2 separate regions of the Mus musculus genome follow, and region 2 is linked to region 1. The links are chromatin contacts, called in public promoter capture Hi-C maps. All regions are on one chromosome and are shown on one strand. Each heading gives the region's core, a stretch centred on a gene start, on an enhancer-like site or on the middle of the called end of the contact. The rest is flanking DNA. Distances are from core to core; before and after follow the strand shown. Region 1 holds the start of Smim14 (small integral membrane protein 14). Region 2 holds the start of Rbm47 (RNA binding motif protein 47).

What was found. Capture Hi-C pulls out chosen DNA fragments and counts their contacts.
Region 2: a contact with region 1 is called in a promoter capture Hi-C map of pancreatic islet. The contact joins the promoter of Rbm47 here to the promoter of Smim14 in region 1. A contact is called at or near these places in 2 of 115 datasets of contacts at active chromatin or transcription factors (large pre-B cells and pancreatic cancer cells) and 1 of 9 other capture datasets (pancreatic islet).

What each region holds. Positions count from the first base shown.
Region 1 is chr5:65,490,515-65,494,768 of GRCm38.p6, reverse strand. Smim14 (small integral membrane protein 14) reads left to right here and starts at 1,886. Exons shown (of 5, transcript NM_133697.4): 1 at 1,886-2,033.
Region 2 is chr5:66,148,701-66,153,474 of GRCm38.p6, reverse strand. Rbm47 (RNA binding motif protein 47) reads left to right here and starts at 1,521. Exons shown (of 8, transcript NM_001127382.2): 1 at 1,521-1,620; 2 at 1,774-1,936. Gm26725 (a long non-coding RNA gene) reads right to left here and starts at 2,471. Exons shown (of 5, transcript XR_001785070.2): 1 at 2,002-2,471; 2 at 457-503.

The DNA of each region.
Region 1 (4,254 bases), core at 637-3,136:
TCATAAAGTGCTAGTATTACATGAAAAAGGATAGTGTCACTTGGTTGATGTAGAATCTCTGAAAATATTTCATGCAGACGTCAAAGAAAATAGGTGACTTTAAGGAATAAAGTAAAAATAACGCATACAAGTGGATTACAAGCTGGGAAGTCAGGTTCGTGGTGTATTTGTTTGGCAAGTGGTCGAGACAGGGTTTCTCTGTGTAGCCCTGGCTGTCCTGGAACTCACTTTGTAGACCAGGTTGGCCTCCAACTCAGAAATCTGCCTTGTCTCTGCCTCCCAAGTGCTGGGATTAAAGGCGTGCACCACCACCGCTTTTTGTTTTGTTTTGTTTTTTCAAGACAGGGCTTCTCTGTGTAGCCCTGGCTCTCCTGGAACTCTATGGACCAGGGAGCCTTAAACTCAAGAGTTCCACAGACCTTCCCTTCCTCGTGCTGGGATTAAGGGGATGTGCCATCACTTCCCGGAGCAGTTTTGTTTTTCTCAGCTCAGCCACTGAGAATCATGAAGGTTTCTTTCCTCTGTTTTAAATATGGGATGTTTCTTCATTGAAATTTTGTAGTTACAGTGTGTACCAGGGAAGACAGAGCTCCCCTGCTTGTTTTCGCTGGTCGGGTTTTGTTTTCTTTTCTAACTTGTAACCTTACCAAAGAAAGCAGGCCATACCTCAGTAGAACACGGATTGTGAACCATGTAGCCAAAGACAGACTGTGCAGCACTGTTTTAAAGGGTTTTGTTTTTCTTTTTTTGTTGTCAGATTGTTAAACTATTAGGGAAGAAAATGAAATTCCAAGTGGATGTTTTCTGCCGTTCACTATTTTTTGTCCAGACTTTAGATTCTCAGGATAATTTTTTTCTTGTACTTTCTTATAAAAATATGCTTAGTTTCGTCCAGAGTTCCTCGAGGTCATTGGATACATCTGTAGAATTACGGCTGCCACAGCTGCTTCCAGAGGTGCTCTTTTTGCTTATCAGGCTCCACACTTCAATTTGCTGGTATTTCCCGTCCTTTCTTACATGGGAATTAAGCTGTCTTTGGATTGTTGAAATACTGCTTCCTAACTTCCAAGCCCAAGAATGGTGTGCTGCTACCTCCTTTGGCCACATTCCCTCCTCCACTAGGAGGGCAAACCCATGGCTAGGCTCCCCTCACTTTTAAAAACAAAAAACAAAAAAACCCAGACATATTCTATGCTGCACTGGCTGGGCTCAAATTCACATACTCCCACCCACTCCCCCAGGGTTTCTCAATGCAGCCCTGGCTGTCCTGCAACTCGCTCTGCAAACCAGCCTGTCTCTGCTTCTGCTGTTGAGCCATCACATCCGGCTTCTAACATCTCTCTTTTAAGGTTAAGGTTGAACTTAATTTAGGTCTGTTTTCCAATCCAAAATCCGAACGTCATCAGGATCACTCATCCCTCCCCACCTCCCAGCTGACATGCTTCTGTAATCTTCGAGTTCCGATTTTCACGCGTGCCTGATGATGAACTCCCACCGCCACCTCTGCAGGTAGACCGGGTCTCAGCAGTCATCAATTTGTGCGCGCGCCCCTCCGCCTAAGTATGACTAAACACCGCCGTGGACAGAAGCCATTCCCTCGACAAACAGACAGACACGTCAGATGATCATGACCACGGAAGACAGCACGGAGGCGACGTGGGACAACTTAACAGCCGGGTTGCCCTTCCTTCTCGGTGGAGCAACCCCACCCCGCCACACCGGAACTGCCTCCCCCACGCCGGGCGCGCCCACGCACGTCAGCGCCGGAGCTGCGGGAGCCGCCCCCCTCCGACGCAGGTGGCCCGCGCGACACGCGCATGCTCCCTAGGTAGGGTCACGAGCGGCTCCGGGTGCTACAATCTGTTGCGCCGCCCTCGGGGAGCCCGCAGATCCGGGTCTCGTGGCTAAGAGTGACGTGGTCTATCGAATCCAAACAGAGGGGAGGAGGCCGGCGGCCAGCAGCATCGGCAGCGACAGCGGCGTCCGGAACGCTCCCGGCCGCCACCCTCCCCGCCCGCCGCTGTTTTGGGCGGGTGAGTGTCCCGTCCCCCCCTCTCTCCCCGGCCCACCGCCCTCCTCGGCGACCCTCTTGGCGTCGCCACTTCTGTGGCCGCGCGCACCCGGGGACCGCTGCGGCGGAGCGGGCGCCTTTGGCTGGGCGCTGCACCCGGGGAGCCCGCAGCCGCTGGCCCGGCAGCCTGCAGCTGGGCTGCACAGGCACCCGCAGTCCGGGTGCTTTCACTTTTAGGGCCCCATAGGCGGCGCGGGCGTGCAGGGGGTTAGGGACAGTCACCCCGAAGGCCGGGCGGTGGCGTTTGCCTGGTGGGTTCGATGAAGTCACCCGGACGGGGCCCTTTTGTTGTGGTGTGTTGGTAGCTGCCATCCTAAAAGCCAGAGCTCTTCTTTAGCCTCCATTGTGTTGCGGATTTAAAGGATTCCCCTTTTCTGTTGGTTCAGTTCTGTTGGTTCAGTACGTGGAGCCGGGGCTGACAATGGAGCAGGTAGCAGCACCGTTATCGGAAGGAATGCAGGGCAACAGCCTGGCAATGGTTTGAGATCCGTGTCGCTGCTTAAAGCCGAAGTTTTCCGAAGTGGCTGCTTAAACGTTAGGATTTTAGCCAAGATGATACTTGCTAACTGTAGCGAGGCGGCAGGATGCTTTTAGTTGCCCCAGTTGGAAAAGCCGAGGATGCGGCCTTAGTAATGGAGTGCCCTGGGTTTACAGCTGGAGCGCCTGATGAGCTTCAGGAAGCATTTATACCTGCATGTGTGGAAGACACCCTCCCGATTTTGTGTTGTGGTGTCACTTGGCAGCTATCCGTACCAGAATTGGGAAAAACCTACAGTTTACCAAGGGTTCTAGTCTGGAAACGCTCGCTGCCCTGTGTCTGCTGTGGAGGTTAGGGGAAGCAGCTGCGTGCTCCTGCTTCAGGTGACTCCCTGCTCGCGCAGATTCCTTCAGTGTAGCCGCCCACCCTTTTGCCCTCCGCACTCAGACCAGAAAACCAAGCCTGGATGTTCCATCGTGTTTTCGAAAAGGGACATTTCCCCCTCTCCAAGATACTTATAGTGTTTCTGTGGAAAGCAGCAGGAAGGAACGAGGAAACAGATTGATTGCTGTCCATCAAATCTGGGAAGAAGTCTTAGGAATTTAGACCCCTATCTTTGAAGGGTGTGCCCTTGGGCAGTAACGGACCTCGTATCAAATCTTTTCCTCCTGTGTAGATCATGGATTTTCCCTCTTTTTTTTCTCCCATACTTGGAATCTTGATGATATAGACAAAGGAGAATTTTCTTTTTGCACTTCCCCCTTTTCAGATTTTTTTAAAAAACCCTCACCCTTTTTACTATTCTAAAACAATATTTTTTGTTTTGTGAGATGTTTTTGTAGTGATTGGAGGAGATGTTTATAGAAGTACATGAGGAGGAAAGAATGATAATCGCGTCTCTCCTCTTGCCGGAATGTTAGTTCATATCCTTCAAGATGCTTTTGCAATTGCTTTACAAAAATATGGTATCATACTACATTTGTTATTTACTTATTTATTTTATTTAATGTTAATGGGTATTTTGCCTATATGTATGTTTGTGCACCTTGTGCATTCCTGGGTGCTCAAGGAGGTGGTGGATCCTTGGGATTGAAGTTACAGAGGATTATGAGTGGCTGTGTTGCTGGGAACCAAACCCAGGTCCTCTGGAAGAGTAGTTAGTGCTGTAATCTCAGAGCCACCCCTCGCTGTGGCTTTACATACCGGTACTTTTTTGAGTTATGTATGTATGTATGTATGTATGTACGTATGTATTTGCAGCTATGGCCTATGGACCTTTTAGGGTGAAATTCCACCATGTTGGAAAAGCAGTAGTTATTAAAGCCATGGTGTGGAAAGTTTTCCCCCTATGTCTCTTGGTGATACTGTGAGATTTAGTAAAACAGACACCGAATGGCGTGTAGGCTTACTTGGCTTGTTAAACAATCCAGGCAGCAAGTGCAATGTGGAATGTTACTGAAGTTTTTTGTATCTAATGACTTCACAGGGAAGTTTAGGTTTAACCCTTAGTTATACTGTATTCCACATGCAGGCACCTGTTACCATCCCAGTCCATAAGAGTCTGGAGGAATCTATTTTGCTGCATAGCATACTTAATTACTGTATTAGCTTTGGGGTTTAGGTATGTGCCATCTATTACACATTTTTTGTTGTTTGGTTTTTAACCACTGACTCCAAAGGAGCCTATCCAGAAATGAAATGCCCT
Region 2 (4,774 bases), core at 272-2,771, 660 kb before region 1:
AGACCCCGTTGCTCTAATCTCTGTGGTCCTCTCATCTCAAGGCTGGGCCCAGAGCTTCCTATGGAAAAACCTATCTTGAAGCACAGAGCTGTGCCTCCTGTAGCTCAGAAAGTCTCTTGGAAACTGGTTTCGAAGCCTTTTTTACAGCTGCGGAGTCTTGGTGGCTAACTAACTGTATCAACCCCTAGAACAGTTCGGAACTGGGAGTTTTCTACAGTCTGCGATTCTCAGTACATGTGTGCACCTATCGACAAAGTCTTGATTCTGAATTCAGAACATGGTTAAACTGGCCTGGCTTGACTTTTGCTGCCTAAAAGATAAAAGATCGAAGATCAAAAGGATGGAGAACTTCAGAATTCCTGGCTGGCTTCAGGAATTACTTTTACTAATGGTGGTAAGATCTGACTTTTCGATTAGACTGGAAAGGTCGGCACTCGGGAAAGTTGGCCTGCTTACCTAACCTCTGTACGGACAGTGTCTTCACCTCCAGACCTGAGGCAGACCTGAGGATCAGATTAAGGAAATGGGTGAAAGGGTTCCTGAGTAAGAAAGACCTCAATATAAAGAGATTAGGATTTCTTCATTTATATGTCAAGTTAAAAGGAACATAAATACCCCCTCTACCCTCCACTATTACTATGGATGATATCTATGAGTTTTCAAAGCCTCCACCACACCCCACACGCCCCACATTCACAGATCTTCAAACTGCATGGTTCACTGTTATCTAGCACTGACTTTTTGTTTTTGTTTTGTTTTGTTTTGTTTTTGTTTTTGTTTTTTTTTTTTTTTTGAGACAGGGTTTCTCTGTGTAGCCCTGGCTGTCCCGGAACTCACTCTGTAGACCAGGCTGGCCTCGAAATCAGAAATCTGCCTGCCTCTGCCTCCCAAGTGCTGGGATTGGGATTAAAGGCGTGCTCACCACCGCCCCGCTAGCACTGACTTTTAACCTATGGAGTAACTTGCAGGGTGGCAGGTCAGGTCTAGTGCCTAAATCTGAGTCAGAATTACGCGCGTGACACAGACGTTGGATTTGCACTTCATGGAAGGCAGGGCCAACTTCTCTCCACTTCCCTTGAAACTTGTACACGAGTCGAAAATCAGTTGCACACCCCTTCACAAAGACTTCGTCTTTCCTTCTCCTTGAAACTGTCCACAGTGAAAGCAAAACTCCCATCCTTAGAATCTTCCAGAAACTCAGAGCTGGAGGGTAATTAACTTGCTCACAGATAGTGAGGGCAGAGTTGGGTCTGGAGCCTCCTTCTAACATCCATTGCACGTTTTTCTACGGGGGGGGGGCGGATTATACATAATAATAGTATCACTAACAACAGTGGCTAACGCTATATGCCGATATTCTATCAGCTTCCATTTAACTAGATGGGGGGGGTAGTTTTGGGTCCTTCTTTTAATTAAAGTAGCCTACTGTGAAACAGTATTTTTTTTTTCAGTTGCATGACATTGCAACCCGAAATCACAACTTTAGGTTCCTTGTGGTGCCCGCTTCCTCTTCTAGTTTGTTTAGTCACAGAATTCGATTCCTGTTGGCTGTTTCCGCGCTGCAAACAGGCTTAGCGCTCCATTGAAATGCGGGAGGCTCCTTAATTCTTGTATAAACAGGTAACCCGAGGGGTGGGGCGGGGGCCGCGGCCCTAGGGTGGGTTTCCTGGGAGTGGGGATGGGGGTCAGACTTAGTTCCCCTGTGATCAGAGGCAAGGTTAAAGGAGGGCTTGGCTGAGGTTTCTCCTTGCACTGTTTTTGTTCCCTTTCTAGAAACCAGCTGTAACACTAGGTCAGAGCGCATTCAGAATGAGCCACTTTGAACGAGCAGCGGCGCCCAGGCCCCAGGCCCTGCTGTGAAGGCTCCGGCAAAGGTCAGAGCTCCGGCCCCCCGTGACGTGCCTGCCTGTGCTCTCCGAGCTATGCTCAGCCTCAGGTAAGAACAGCCCAGGAGGTCCTGGCTTCCTGCAGGCCCGCGGCGGGGCTCGTCTGCCGCCCTACCTGCTCCAGCGCCTTCCTGCCCCGCAAGGCCGGGGGCGGTGGCACTGCTCACCCCGGGAGTCAGGCGCAGGGTCCTTAGTCCTTGGTGCAGGCTCAGGGTGGCTTACTCTAAACAGCCATAGGCGGCCGGAAGCCACTCTTCTAGATGTCCCCAGGTGGGGCAGGTGCCACTTCTGGGGTCCCTTCTGAATGTCTGAAATGGATGTGACTTTTTGAGCGGCCAAAGTTCGTAAATCCTCCGCATCGGGGCCAGTCCGATATGATTTTTTTTTTTTTTTAAACCTTCAGCTAAGGTATCCGCGCTTCTAAAACAACAGGAATGTTGCACTGGCCTTCGGCCAGCGGAGGCTCAGCGAGCAGGATAAAATTTCAGTGCAGATTTACGGGAAGTTGCCGGTGTTGGGAGTAAAAATCTGGTTTGGTGAGTTTAAGGGAAGGGAGTATACGAGACAACCTTGCTACTGTGAGGCGAATGGCCTCGTCTGGGGGAGGGCAGGAGGCGGAGGGAGGGAACCGGGAAGAGCAGGGATTGCAGAGGCACCGATTGCAGCCGGACTCCGCCGCGCTCCGCGGGATCCGACCCTGTGCCGCTCCGCCCGGGCCACAGCCGCACCGCAGCCGGCTCGTACGACCCAGCCCAGCCGGCCGCCGAGCGCCCGGACCCGGAGAAGCCAGGCTCTGGGCCGGGAAGACGTTTCTTACCGCAGGTCACTCAGGCTAAGAAATTGTGACAAACTGGAATTCCCAGAACCCGGGAAGAGTTAAAGCCTAGAGCGATCTGATCTGTTGCTTTAAGCCGCACGGTGGGAAGTAGTTTGGAGACTCTTTAATTTAGTTTTCTATTTAAAAGTGTGCGGCCAGCGAAGATGTTGTAGGTGACTTCCTAGCCTTGTAGATTGCTACCGGGCTGTGAATGGTATTAATTTCTGAAGTGAGCGACGCCAAGTACTTACGGAAGGTAAGGTGGACTTTTGGCAGTTCTGACTACTGTCCCCATAGAGTCCTGACTTTTGGGAAAAAACAAACAAACAACATCTTTCTCTCTCTATTTCTTTCCCCCTTAGTATTAATCTCTCATTTGATCGTCTTCCTTCTTTAGTGGGAAGTTAAAGGGTTTATAAAAAGATTTTTTTTTTTAAAGCTTCAGCTTTTGGAGAGCAGATAATCCTATGGTCAGCCGCATCTTGTTTCCTGCAGACTTGAGTCTTTTTCCGTGTGTGTGTGTGTGTGTGTGTGTGTGTGTGTGTGTATAGTTGAAAAAAACGTAATTGGTCTTTTTTGAGGCACAGGTGACTAGATGCGGATTATTAGCTTGAGATTTCGGAGTTTTTGGTGACGGGCGTCTCGCTTGAGTGTTAACTGGAGCAGAGCGGGGGGGGGGGGGGGGGGGGGGGCTTCCTGCAGACATTTATCTCTGAAGGCCACCCTCGGGGAAGCTTAGTTGTTGTTTCCAGCGGAGAATTCAATCTGGAGACAAGAGTAGAGTCTACCAAATATAACATCTGATATGCCTGCAGTCACTGGGTGGCTAAGAAATCAGTCAAAATGAATGGAAATGGAAAATTTCAGATAAAGGACTCTCTGTTTTAATTAGGTAAAAGTTGACAACACTCTAAGACTGTCCTAAGGCACTTAGGGATGTGGCTTCCTTATTAAGTCTTATCAAACTGATGAAAAGATATTCTCTAGGTACTTACAAGCTATTTTTGACTTGCTTTTATTTTCTCCATTACTTATGGGAGCTAAAAGTCGAACTTTTCTCCCCTCCGGTTTGTGTGATAGTGACTCACTTAGGAGTTTCCTTAGGAGGACTGCAAATCAAAACTGTTCTTCAAGCTGCTGAGGTGGCTGGCCACCAAACTTGAGGACCTGAGTTCTAGCCTTCCCTCACCGTGGTGGAAGGAGAAAACAATCCTCTAAGTCGTCCATGGACTTAATTAATTAATTAATCAATCAGTTAATTAAAAACTCAGGCTTAGGTCAGGCAAGGTGGAACGTGCCTTTTAATCTACAAGTAAAAGGCCAAAGCAGGGGATTGGAGGGTCCAGGGCAACTGGAAAGCTGGGTTTGGTGGCTCATACCTTTAACTCCAGTCCTTGAAAGGTAGGATAGGAGGAACCAAAGGGAGGGGAGGAGGAGTTCAAGGCCAGCCTGGTCCACAAGGCAAGTTCCAGGCCAGCAAAGGGCTGCACACTGAGACTTTGCCAAAACAAAAAACAAACAAACACACAAGATAGATAGATAGTAACTGAATGGTAAGTGAGAGTCTTACTGTGGAGTCAGACTAAGGAACACAAAGGGTGGAACAACCTGCAGGGGTAGAAGTTTTGATCACCAAACGGTGGTCATTAGATCAGAAGTGTTTGAGACTGAGAATTGCAGAAGCCACAGCCAACTGGCAAAAGTTGCCAGTAGGGAACACAGCCTCTAGATGGACCAAAGCCCTCAGCCAAAAGGAGAAGGTAGCATTTTGTGGGGTTCAGGCTGCCATTCAGTTACACAGTACTCCCTCAGGACCCTATGTGATGACTTCGGGGGTGGTGCCCACAAAACACAGCTGTCTGAGGGAAACTGGAGGAAGAGGGGAGGGATAGCCTGGGTATTTTTCATGTCCACCTTGACCTTCCCCTTGTTCTGATGGAGACGCTGGAGGCCTCTAACTTTGCAGGGAGCAACATCCTGGGAGAACGGAGAATCAAAAATTTCATTTGTGCCAGCTTCATGATTCACTTTAAAGGAAGACAGGCTGGCGTAGCAAAGCCTCCTGACTACC